2 separate regions of the Sus scrofa genome follow, and region 2 is linked to region 1. A link is a contact called in public Hi-C data. All regions are on one chromosome and are shown on one strand. The core of a region is the stretch at or near the end of the contact, and the rest is flanking DNA. Distances in the headings are between cores, read along the strand shown. Region 1 has its middle 86 kb from the start of RARB. Region 2 has its middle 20 kb from the start of RARB.

Region 1 (6,494 bases), core at 2,513-5,012:
TTTTTTTGTCTTTTGTCTTTTTAGGGCCCCAACTATGGCATATGGAGGTTTCTAGGCTAGGGGTCCAATTGGAGCTGCAGCTGCCAGCCTATGCCACAGCCACAGTAATTCTATATCCGAGCCTCGTCTGTGACCTACACCACAGCTCACGGCAATGCAACATCCTTAACCCACTGAGCTAGGCCAGGGATCAAACCTGTATTTTCATGGATGCTAGTCAGGTTCGTTAACCACTGAGCCAAGATGGGAACTCCCAAAATACTCTTTTCTTGAATAAAGTTTTTTTCCTTCAGATTTTCTCTTAATTAAGAGCTTTGTCTTCCCTTCTATTCCAAATACACGAACTATGGCTTGAGATGAAAAAGCAGAGATGAGAAAAAAAATTAATTTCCTCCTCCAGACTTTCATACCTCTCTCTCTCTCCACAATGATGTACTTTAGAGACCACAGGGGAAAAAACTGCAAATTTTCACTTGGGAAACTATTGACTGAGGACATTCTATAGGCCTAGCACTCATTGTTTTTCTGTCATGTAGGCTGGACTCCTCATTCATTGTCAATGCCACAGTCTTTACTACCTTAGATTCTTTCATTTACTTTGTGCTTTAGATGAGATTTAAGTTCAGGTCAAACTATGATAGCTAACATTTCTGTTTCTGTTCTCACATCATTAAAAAGAGAAAGATGAACTGCCACATCAGAAAGATGTAGCATCAGGCAGACCCATGTTCAGCTGCAGGTAGTAGAAGACCCTAGTATAGTGGCCCCAACAAAGACAGGTCACTTTCCTTGCCACCTCATTAGTCCAGGTACAGGCATTTTGCTAATGTTGGGTCCAACTGAACCAAGAAGGTTGGTGCCTGCTCTGCTTCTCCCTTTCATGGCGAAACCAAAGGCTAAATGGGTCTTGGGGGAGCTCTTGAAGAGCCTTTGCCAGAAGATCAATCCTTGCTCAACTTCCGGAGATTTTTTTGTCATGGTTGACATCCAAGTTCCTTTGCTGATAAAGAGCTAAAGTGCTGGAAATACTGTGTTAAGTCTACACATTAAAAGAATATGCACAAAGGACTATTAGTTCCACCTTCCCTTCATACCACCAGTGAACTCATCACTTTCTTGAACTGAAATAGAGGATAATTCCAAGCCTACCTGACAAAGTTCAGATGCTTGGTGAAACTGCAACTCGAGTGTCTAGGTTGCTCATTTCCTAATATTAGTCGTTTGCTAATTCATTCATTCAACAGATATGTGTTTGTGTTCTACGATGTGCCACATGCTCTGAGAGGTGCTAGGAGATAGTGGTGAATGAGATGCACATAGTTTCCTTTTCTAGGAAGTTTGACTTTTAATGGAAGAGACAAATATTAATTACTTAACTATGAGTGTGATAAATGCTACAGAGGGGAAGTACCAGGTAAGGTGAGGCTATTCTAGGAAGTTAGAGTGGTTTGAGGTGTGTCAGGGGAGGCTTCCCCAAGGTATACTGAAACCACAGTTTCTCAGCCTTGGCACTGCTGACACTTGGGGGTAGCGACGTCTTTGCTGTAGGGGCTGCCCTGTGCATTGTAGGGTGGTTAGCAAGATTCCTAGCCTCCTCCCGCTAAATGCCAATAGCTTTCCCCTCTCCATTGTGACAACCCCAAATATTCCTTGGGGGCGGGGGGAAGGGGGCAAAACTGTGCCCAGTTCAGAACCATGGATTTAAACAAAGACTGGAAAGATGCCTACTGGACTCGATCACACCACAAGGAGATGACAACAATCGTGTTCATCTTTCACCCAAATCTCTTTCCTTGGTATGCTTTTCAAGCCTTTTTGCTTTATTCAGAAATCTTTAAAAGTCACTTCTTGTAGAAGTGTTTGTTGAATAATTGCCAAATAGGGGCTAAATCCTCTCTGGTTTGCACCCTGGCTAAACAGTGTGTCCTATAACCTTTTCCTACTCACCGTTTCACCAACTGCAGGGTGCCATGAAGTCTGGAAGCATAGACGGTGTTGTTTCACTTTTCTGCAGGTCGAAGGCACCCTAGAGGACACTGTGCACATCCACCTACATGTCCAGACTGCATGTACCCTATGTCCTGCTCCCCTTCTTCTGACCTGTCCATGCATGGGCCCTGTCTTAGATGCTACAGTGGGAATGAGAATAAGGAAAGAGCTGTGCTGTCCAGGAACCCCATCTCCTGCTCACCCCGGGGGCGGTACTAACTGAGTGCTAGCGGGAACCCTTCTGTGTGCACTGATTATTTCCTGCTGTTTGTGTGTTCCTTCAAATGAAAACAGATGGAGAAGCAAGGCAATGCCCATTTAGTCCATGACTCAGCACTCATGGTGGGAAGGGGAATATTAGCAGAAGACTTCCTGATGGTAATTCTGATAGTCAATGATTAATGACAATGACTCTGCACTTACTCTGATAACCCGCCACTAGAATAGCAATTCCACGAGCCTTGATTCTTCCTAATTATTTGCCCAATCAATCCACACTTGGTTTTCACTTGCTTTGGGCTCGGGCGATGGCTTCCCCAAAGTAAGATCTTTCTTCAGATTCTCTGCTGGGCTTTTGACCTATGTTCTTCTTCCCAAGACAGAGCTTCCCTCTTAAATCTTTCTGGCCTATCACCTGTCTGTCCAAGTCAATGGCCAAGGAGAGCAAAACTGAAGGGAGGCAAAATATTTCTTTCATACTTTGTGGAGCCATATCCTTTGAGTGAAAAAAGAAAGTACTGCTGTGTTTTCTAAGTCTTTTTGTTTTTTTTTTTTTTTTTGGTCAGAACGACACAGTGATTCACATATCCAGGGTTCTTAGAAAATAAAACCAGAGGTACAAGAACCAATAACAATATACATTTCTATTTTTTTTTCTATGAAAGGGAGCTTGATGGTGGTGACTCCTTCCTCATGTATTACAAATAGATTTTATTTTATTTTATTTTTTTCTTTCTAAGGCCTCACCAGTGGCATATGGAGATTCCCAGGCTAGGGGTCCAATCAGAGCTGCAACTGCCGGCCTAGGCCACAGCCACAGCAATGCAGGATCTGAGCCGCATCTGCAACCTATACCACAAACTCATGGCAACGCCGGATCCTTAACCCACTGAGCAAGGCCAGGGATCGAATCTGCATCTTCATGGATGCTAGTCAGCTTCGTTAACTGCTGAGCCATGACGGGAACTCCTGAAAGCAGATTTTAAATTTTATAGGAATCATGGCTCAGAATGGACGGGTGGTTGAATCTAGAACTCAGGTAATTGAGAGATTAATCTATTATCCCATGGAGGTGAAAGCCTCTCACCAGGGGAGCCCCTACAGGGAAAAATTCCCTAGACCAGGGCAATGAGGTGAACATAGAAGGGCTGCAAATCTCCCTTCCCTTCCAATGGCCCTCGGAAGCATGTGGAATCAGCCTGGCATGGAGATGGAGGAGGGGGGCCCTATCACAGGAAGGACAGTGGCAGCTAGTCTGCATTTCGGGTCAGTGACCTTTGTCCTGAGCGTCCCCTCTCACTTTAGGCATCTGTTTCCGAAGGTTAGTGGGCTGAAGGTCTTCTTTTTCACGTGCCCTTACAGGGCCTTTCCACCCACTCAGGACCTCCGCAGGTCTTAAGCTCATGGTCGTCTCCACCTTTCAATAGTTTATTTCTGAGAAACTGTCTAAATCACAGCACAGAGACGGTGGCCAGAGTTAGGTGAGATTCAAGCAGTGTTCTGTGGGAACTGCCGAGGACAAAGTTCTTTTCCAGAAAATGAACAGGTTGCCAGGCATTGCAGGCTATCTTATTAACTGGACCCTGTCCTCAGTCCTTCTCTGGAAGTGCCGTGCAGGGAGCCTGGGATGAAATACGATGCAATCATGCATCCCAGCCCAGGAGACAGGCCGTATAGGAGCGAGGAGATCCTTGCTCAGTTGTGGATGTTAAAGCTAGAATACCCTTGAGAGTTCCCAGGGTGGTGCAGTGAAAGTGAATCCGACTAGTATTTATGAGGATTCGGGTTTGATCTCTGGCCTTGCTCAGTGGGTTACGAATCCAGTGTTGCCGTGGAGCTGTGGTGTAATTCGCAGACTTGGCTCAATCCCCACTTGTTGTGGCTGTGGTGTAGGCTGGCAGTTGTAGCTCCAATTTGACCCCTAGCCTGAGAACTTCCATAGGCTGAGGGTATGGCTCAAAAAGCAAAAAAGACCAAAAAAAAAAAAAAAAAGCCAGAACACCCTTTCTTTGAAAATGCTCTCCGGTTAGGCAAAGGGTATGAGGCCTGTTTTGGTAGCGCAAGGCAGTGGGAAGAGACCCTGGAGTGTTTCTCCTATAGGATGTCTCCAAAGGGTTTAATATTTTCATTTGATGTGAATTCCATCTCTTGTTAAGCTACCCTTGGATTGTTAAGAAGTAAAGGACATAGAACCTTCAAATGAAAGTCTTGTTGCTGCTACAGTCTCAGGAAGCCTGATATTTAAATATTCATCAGGTGGAATGTAGTGGGTACTGCTACTCAGAATTGACCTGTGCCAGGAGGCTCCCTGCTATGTCAGTAACTGTTGAGTGCTGATTTGGGGAAGGGTCGGTGAGGAGTTCTTGTGGGTCAACCCAGGAGATCTTCTTAGTGGTGGGGGGGCTCAGGATAGTGGACCCTTGAACAACACAGGTTTGGACAGCATGGGTCCACTTACACGAGGGTTTTTTCAATAGTAGAAAAAATCTATGTGATTTGCAAATGGTTTAATCCACAGATGTGGAACCTTGGATATGAGTTATATGTGGATTTTCAGTGGCACTGGGTCGGGGCCCCTAAGCCCTCTGGCATTGTTGAATGGTCAACTGTATTTCACTCTTTTAATAACCAAACCGCTATCAGCCTCGCTTTCTTTCATGGATAAACTTAAATGAGTGAATAGATGAATGACACACAAATAACAACTTATGAATGATGAAGTTGTCCTGAGTTTGCCAGAAATCTACAGAAGCTTCTAAGGCTGATTTCAGCCTTTTCCTGGGAACTTTCCTATGCATAAGAGGTTGCTGAAGAACCAAGCAGGCTGACAGCTGCCTTTTGGCCACATGTCAGTGTAACTGGAGAGGGTAAATGATTCCAGCCAGAGCCATCAATAATTGACAGCAGGTAATTCAGTACCTTTATTCCCCAGCCGCCTTTCTGCAAAGGTGGCAAAGAGAATGTCTGTTTCTCTTCACCCATTCAATTTAGACACTAGCCCACCTCCACACATTCCAATCACGGAAAACAAACAGTGTGACAATAGCCAGGGGCCCTCAGACCAGAGCATTCTCTTAGTAAACATGACCTCAAGCTGCCACATCTCTAGTTCTCCCAGGGGAAATTACAGGTCATATTGTCTATGTAACCAAAATGGAGCACGTGGACGCAAGAAAACTTTTATATTTTAGTACTTTGCTTAATTCCTCATGTGTGTATGTTTGGGTGCTCAGTAATGGTGATGCCATTTCTAAAGCCGATGAGTCAGTGAAAGATTTAGTGTTAACTATGTGTAGAAGTAACTTAGGATTTTTAGGTCTAATTCTCTTGGGCCTTCAATGAGGATCTCTAGGTAAACTCAATTCAATTAAATTCATTCATTTATGCATTCGACAAATATTTATTGAGTATCCATTCTGCATTATCTACTCTTTTAGGCTCCAGGATGTGGATGGGAAGAGAGCAAACAAGAAATCTATACTCATGGAAGTTATATTCTAGGGAAAAAAACCAGATACATAAGTAAACAAGTAAATATTTGTCTTACAATTTCAAGAAGCAGTAAGTACCCTAAAGAAAAATTAAGCACGATAAGTGGTGGGTGGGTGGTCAGTGAAGGCAGAGCCCTGTCAATATTTGACAGAATCCATTCCAGGCAGAGAGGACAATCAAAGCAAAAGCTTTGAGTGGGAATGATCCTGGTGTGTTCAAGTCACATCAAGATGCTGAGGGTCCAGAGTGGCCTGAACAAGGCTGCAAGTGTAGGAATGAGGCTAATGTCACCTTGCTGAAGCCCCCAAGTCTCAGCCTCCCAGCAGATGGAGGGGACTTTTCAAACCAACGCTGTTAAGTTCTCTCTGAAGAACTGAATGCTTCCTAAAATAGCTACAATGGTGGTGATAAGGATAGTGAATCAGACAACCATGTTCCTAAAAATAAAATGATTATTGTTGGTACACGGAATGGTTTCCCAGGTGATTCTACAGTAAACGTGCACTAATATTTTCATTTCCTGTTGGAGGGTTTAGGAGGGGGCAGGATGGTGGCTTAGTGGCTGACCTATCTAGAACTAAAGCTAAATACCAAAAAGGGACAAAATGTGCATTTCTAATTCCTGCCTTTTCTGAGTTAGCCCATAGCCCCAAAGCACCCTTTTCCCACACACTCTATAAATAAATATATTTAACAGTGATACCTGTTCCAACACCTGGGACCCGATGGAGTTTCTCTAGTGGAACACAGGTTCCCTGAGGGTAGGGGTTTGCTCCTGGCATCCGTGGTGGTTT
Region 2 (6,494 bases), core at 1,035-3,534, 68 kb before region 1:
CTCTTATTTAATAGCAACACCTAATGAAGAAACAACAAGCCCTCAATATAATAGGATATCATTTTTATCTTTTAAATAAACACCCAAGAAATTAAACTTAGGAGAAAGAAGGGAAGAAGGGACAGAGGACAAAAGAGAAAATAAAGATCCATTTTCCTTTAGATAATTGATTGCTGTCAATTCCCCACCAAGAAGCACCTTGACCACAGTGTAATAATAGAAGCCAAGAGTGATTAGATAATTTACAGACTCATTTCCAGGGGCTGCCCAGCCTGTGATCACTATCCTTCGTGCCACTTACAAGTCCTAGATGAAAGACAATTTTTGAAAGCAGGACTGGTGATTCCACTTGCATTTGGCCATTTCCCCAAAGTCAGCTGCCTCTCTCCTGTCTTCGCCCAGCCCTCAGTTCCTAGCTTCCTGTGGCACTTCTCCAGCTGGAAGCATTTTTCCAGCTCCCTCCCTCTTCCTCGGAGCCCCTGTGTCTCTTCCAGTGGTCCCCGCATCTTCTGGGCTTGCTGAGGTTCTGGGTAGCTTGGGACCTCCTCTCTGGATGCCCAGGGGTCACTGTCCTTTCAGCCAATAAATTCTCCGTTTTGGTACCAACCCATCAAGACGAAAGAGTATGGGCCAGGCCCTGAAGGACATTTCCTTGACCTTGGTATAGAGTACTGGATCTCAACTAGGGACAGTACTCTCCTAGGCTGTTTTTTGAGTCTCTAGGAGATATTTTGGTTGCCTCTTTGACTGAGGGCACTCCTGGAATTTAGTGGGTGATGCTAGAAATGTCAGCTGTTTTGTACAGTGGAGAACTACCCGTGTTGCACGTGACCTTAGAAGGTAGGTAATCCATGAAGGTAAGTAACCTGGACCTAGAAACAAATTTCTTCTTGTCCAAACACACAAACTATTTTTTGCTTGGTTTTAATAGGCCCTGGATCTTCTAAGAATCAATTCCCTTGTGGATCGAGGAAAGACCATTTTATTTTATTTTTTTGGCTGTGTCCATGGCATGCAGAAGTTCCTGGGCCAGGGACTGAAACAGTGCCACAGCAGCAGCCTGAGCCACAGCACTGACAATGCCACATCCTTAGTTGCTAGGCTACCAGGGAACTCTAGAGGAGCTTGTTTCATATTGTGCAGAACTTTATTAAGAATTGTTCATTCTTTCAGAAAAATCACGTTGATTTGCCAAAACCTCACCTCTCAGTTTGCATCATAGCTGCTGCTTTCTTTGTGGTTCTCTATAAAGATATGAACGTTAGGCTACCTTATCTTGTTTTCTAGCAGAGACATGTCCCAAATTTTCATACTAAAACATAAGTTCTCCTATTATAAATACCTTTCATTTCACTTTTCCTTTACATTATCATTGGGAGATTATGATGATTTCTTTTTTTAATGTTTCATGCAGGTAGATTATGTTAATCTATGAATTTCATTTCAGAACCAAATAGGATGTTTTATAAAGTATTTAGTAGATAGTGGAGATACCAAGTCCCAAGGGGCTGGAATCCACTAATTTACAGAAAAAAACTCCAATTCCTCAGAAAATTTCTCAAATGCTTTTGTAAGATCTTAAATTTTTATGCCAAATATAAGCTGACCTTTGCCCAGTGGTGTGCTGGTAAATATTTAACAACTGGCTCTCTGTGGGGGAGAAGCTCTGATTCACAGTATTTGCTGATTTCCATGGAGTAAATACTCTGACCATGGCCAAGTTCAAGAATCACCTAACATGACATCACTGGACCCAGAGTTGGAGAGAGATATCTAATATTAGCTCCTGTAAATTGACCTAAGTAAGGGGATCCGAGGACCCTTAGGCTATCGAATTTCAGCTCAGACACCAGCCCATTTTTTCCCCCTAGGTTTTCTCTATTAGGGCTTAGGGGACCATCAAGTAAATTAAGCAAAGAATAAATAAATGAAACAAGTCATGGCTTACTTTGCGTAACATAGATACCACAAGGCTCAGAGTCAAAGGGAAGGAAGACAGATATGCATGAAAGAATTCTCTATACAGTCAGCTGATGTCAGCTGAGACTTCAGGATAAAAAGAACTGCCTTGTTCATGAGAACCAGAGGACAGGGTAGTTTGTTGCCAGTATGTATTCTGCCACTGGTTTGAGAGAAAACTCTAGAGACAGCTTTATAAAACTTTTTAAGGGCAGCACCTGGGAAAGGACCACTGGATTATCCAGCCAGTTGGAATCCCTGGGCGTCAGGCTGTGCCCGCTTGGTCACAGCTTAGCCTGTAATTGCTTGAGTCATAGGGTGACCCACAGTCAGTTGTTCTGTTACCAAATTCAGGACTGGGAGATCCACACAGCATGTTTGGTCAGAGTACAAAGTCTCAACAAGAGGACTGGTGGATGAATTATCAGCAAAGAGAATGGATGAAAACAAGAACTGGATTTGTGTAAATGGTGCTCAAATATGAAAAAAGGATCAAGATCTGTAGCACTGAGAGACTGTCTGATGTAAATCCATGCATATCTGATTTAGAATTTGTCCAGGACCAAAGTTAGCCACGTTTTCACTGTTGGTGCAACTTCCCAATAAAGAACACTGGAACAGTTCCCGATGTGAAAGCAAGGCCTCACTGTATAAAAGGCATTAAAGTACCTTCGGTACCCATGGAGTTAGTAAGAGTGAAATTTCTGGAGATTGGATGTGACGGACCCTGGGTTCTCTTTGTGGCATTAAATGTTGCGTACTATTAGAGGGGACACCACCAGAGGCCTTTGGAATAAATGAAGCTAAGTTTTGTTCAATTTAAATGCTGCACCCCTCTTTAGCGCTTTCAAATCTTCAGAAATTTCAAGCAGAGTCCCTCAATTAATGCTAATGACCACTGTCATTCTAGGATTTCACATTCCCCATGAATCCTGAATAGTCAAGTTGTTCACAGAAGAGTTAACACAACTTTGAATAAAGTCTTGAGTTGATGATGAATGTGTTCCAGACATGCAAAAGTTTATGGTGACTGTCAACCAAGAAAATGTGCAAGCCCTGCAGAAAATGGCATATGGCGCGCGATCTGATGAGGGGAGAGAGGGTTCGTGGAACCATACCGAGCAGATGCTTAATGACAAAAGCAAAGTCAGTTGCATGGTCTCTTGAGGAAACAACAAGAAAATAAAGGTGAAAGAATTTTTTTTTGTTGTTGTTGTATCAGGAGAAGCAATTCATGAGCTACAGGAGAAGAAATTCATGAGCTACACATTTTCTTCTTGGTATCAAGGAGCAAAGGACAGAGAGCTCATGTTGGGGGGCTAAGGCTACTTTGGCAAGGGGCCCAGATTGTCAGACAGAATCACAAAGGACCTGCTGCACTGGTGCTCTCCCACCTAGGTATTCAATAGCAGAGCTGTTACTGCTGTTGTTATCTATCGTTTTATATGCCACAGTGGCATTTGCTGTTATTGCTTGCTTTGCTTGCTGCCTGGGGCCAGGCAGATCATCCCTTAACGATTCTTTGAGGGAAAAAGAATGGGTAGCACTGGAGATACTGCATGAACCATACCTCCAGTGTCCTATGGCAACTGTGTGCAGTGAGCACTGACTGTTTACCACCCATTAAGTCAGGTGTTACTGAGGAGTCAAGAAGCGAGCAGCTGAGCGCATCCTGTGTGGTTGATGAAAGATGACAGGTTAGGTTTGTGTCTTAGATTGGGTTCTTCACAAACAGACACCAAGAGAAGGTTTTGAGTGCATGTAGTTTCTATGGGGCATCTCAGGAAGCAGTGGTGGGCAGTGAGGGAGGTGATACAGGTACAGGCTGTGTCACTTCGAAGTTGTCCCGTGGGCAGCTGGAGTTCAGTCCTGCTAGGGGTCTTGGGGGAAAGTGTAGAACACACTTGAGAGCCATCCTCCCCAAAGAGCAAGAAGGCTGGAGGATTCATGCACCAACTTCCCAGGGGCCCTTTCTGAGAGTTGTTTAATCTTCAGACACTTCCATTTTGCATGGCCTGAGAGCCAAGATGCTCTTACGGTCAGGAAAAATGCCTTTGGGCAGAGAGCTGCAGGTGTTATGTAAGCAGCCTTTGGTTTGTGCAGAGGGGAGGGTGAAAGGAAATGAATGGGGCTGACAGTTTTCTGCAGGCGTGTGTGTGTGTGTGAGCATGTACAGATATAAAAAAAGATGGACCTTGAAGAATGGAACTAAGATGGGCATGAAAAGGGGCGAGGTCACAGCCAGCTGGTAGAACAGTGCTCAGAGGTACAGAAAGAGGAAATTCAGAGTAGAGTCAGGGATGGTAATGATTATTATACCTTTAACTGAAAATGTACTGTAGTCAAGTAGGCACCTTGTACATATTATAAACTGTTTCTCCAGCAACATTCAAATGTTGTTATTCTCATATTACGGAAGAGGAAACTCAGTTTCAGTCAACATGTCTCAAATGCCAGTGAGTAAATAGGCTTCAATGAACACGGAGGTGTATCTTTTTCTTTTCTTTTTCGTCCTTTTGTCTTTTTAGGGCCACACCTGTGACATATGGAGGTTCCCAGGCTTGGGGTCAGATCGGAGCTATAGCTGCCTGCCTACACCACAGCCACAGCAACTCAGGACCTGAGCCACATCTGTGACCTACACCACAGCTCAGGGCAACGCTGGATCCTTAACCCAGGGTGAGTGAGGCCAGGGATTGAACCTGTGTCCTCATGGATCCTAGTTGGGTTTGTTAAATGCTGAGACACAATGGAAACTCTGAGGTGTATCTTCTTGAATTCTATCTAGTTTTGTCTGGATATACGCCCAGGAGTGGGATTTCTGGATCATATGGCAACTCAATTTTTAATTTTATAGGGAAACTCCAGACTGTTATCCATAGCGGCTATACCAATTTACACTCCTACCAACAGTACAGGCACGTTCCTTTTTCTCCATACCTTCTCCAGCATTTATTGTTTGTAGAATTTTAATGATGGCCATTCTGACTAGTGCAGTTTTGGTTTGCAGTTTCTCTAATAATTAGTGATGTTAGAGCATCTTTTCTTGTGCTTTTTGGCCACCTGTCTGTCTTTGGAGAAATGCTTATTTAGATGTTTTGTTCATTTTTTTATTGTGTTCTTTGGTTTTGTGATATTGAGCTGTATAAGGTGTTTGTATATTTTGGAAATTAATCTCTTATTGGCCACATCGTTTGCAAATATTTTCCTCCCATTCCATTAGTTGGCTTTTTTTTTTTTGTCTTTTTGCTATTTCTTGGGCCGCTCCTATGGCACATGAAGGTTCCCAGGCTAGGGGTCTAATCAGAGCTGTAGCCACCGGCCTACGCCAGAGCCACAGCAACGCGGGATCCGAGCCGCGTCTGCAACCTACACCACAGCTCACTGCAATGCTGGATCGTTAACCCACTGAGCAAGGGCAGGGACCGAACCCGCAACCTCATGGTTCCTAGTCGGATTCATTAACCACTGCGCCACGACGGGAACGCCTAGGTTGGCTTTTGATTTTGTTTATGGTTTCCTTTGCTGTGCAAAAGCTAGCTATGGAGCAAGCTAAGAGTCATTGACAGATGAGTGAATAAAGAAGATGTCGTACATATATACAATGGAATAATACTTGGCCATAAAAAAATGAAATAATGCCATTTGCAGCAACATGAATGGACCCAGAAATTATCACACTATGAAGTAAGTCAGGCAGAGAAAGATAAATATCATATGAATCTTTAAAAAAGTGATACAAATGAACTTATTTGCAAAGCAGAAATAGACTCAAAGACATAGAAAACAAACTTATGGCTATCAAAGGTGAAAGGGGGAGGGATAAATTATCAGTTTGGGATTAACAGATACACACTACTATACATAAAATAGATAACCAACAAGGACCTACTGTATAGCACAGGGAACTCTACTCAATACCTTGTAATGACCTATAACGAAAAGAATCCAAAAAAGAATAGATCATATGTATATGTGTGTGTATATATAACTGAATCACTTTGTTATACACCTGAAATTAACATAACTTTATAAGTCAACTATATTGCAATAAAAACTAAGACAAAATGCCAGTAATTTTCATTTAAATCCAAGAATGTTTTACTCTAAAGACTGTATTCTTCAGACTCTCATCCTGCCTGGCAAATCCACCTGCTCATCTATAGTGAGGCCTGGAGCAGAGAGAAGGTTAGGTTCTGCCAAGGAGCACAGCAAATGCTGGAGAGTCACTGAAGGCATTTTCAGGAACACACATTAGCCCAGGGCATGGCTGGCAAAACCAGTCTGGGAAAGTCGTGGTGGAGACAGCCGATTAGGGAACTGTCAAAAAAGGTGGCTGGAAGAAACAGGAAAAAAGAGAGTTGTGAAAGGTAGTGTTGACTCCAGAAAAACTTGATAAATTGCTCCACATTAAAGGCAGGAAGAGGGTAGCGAAGATAAAGCGGAGGTGTCAGAAGGAAGGTGAGTGGGGCCATGAGCTGCCATCAGGACACCTTGGTGTGAGTGCGAGCCCAGCTCTTGTCACCCAGAGGCAG

The links. Hi-C and Micro-C count contacts between places; a contact is called where the count stands out from the background.
Region 2: a Hi-C map of liver shows a contact between it and region 1, with 2.6 times the contacts expected there. The contact joins two enhancer-like sites. A contact is called at or near these places in 1 of 5 promoter capture datasets (liver) and 4 of 47 Hi-C or Micro-C datasets (fetal liver and liver).

The regions. Positions count from the first base shown.
Region 1 is chr13:12,246,964-12,253,457 of Sscrofa11.1, reverse strand. No RefSeq gene overlaps it. Among named protein-coding and RNA genes, the nearest start is that of RARB, 86 kb to the left of the region's middle. Within about 2 kb of position 3,762, at least 5 of the 83 cell types and tissues checked have an H3K27ac peak or open chromatin away from gene starts, as enhancers often do. A contact at or near this core is called in fetal liver and liver, where this site is marked.
Region 2 is chr13:12,313,626-12,320,119 of Sscrofa11.1, reverse strand. No RefSeq gene overlaps it. Among named protein-coding and RNA genes, the nearest start is that of RARB, 20 kb to the left of the region's middle. Within about 2 kb of position 2,284, at least 9 of the 83 cell types and tissues checked have an H3K27ac peak or open chromatin away from gene starts, as enhancers often do. A contact at or near this core is called in fetal liver and liver, where this site is marked.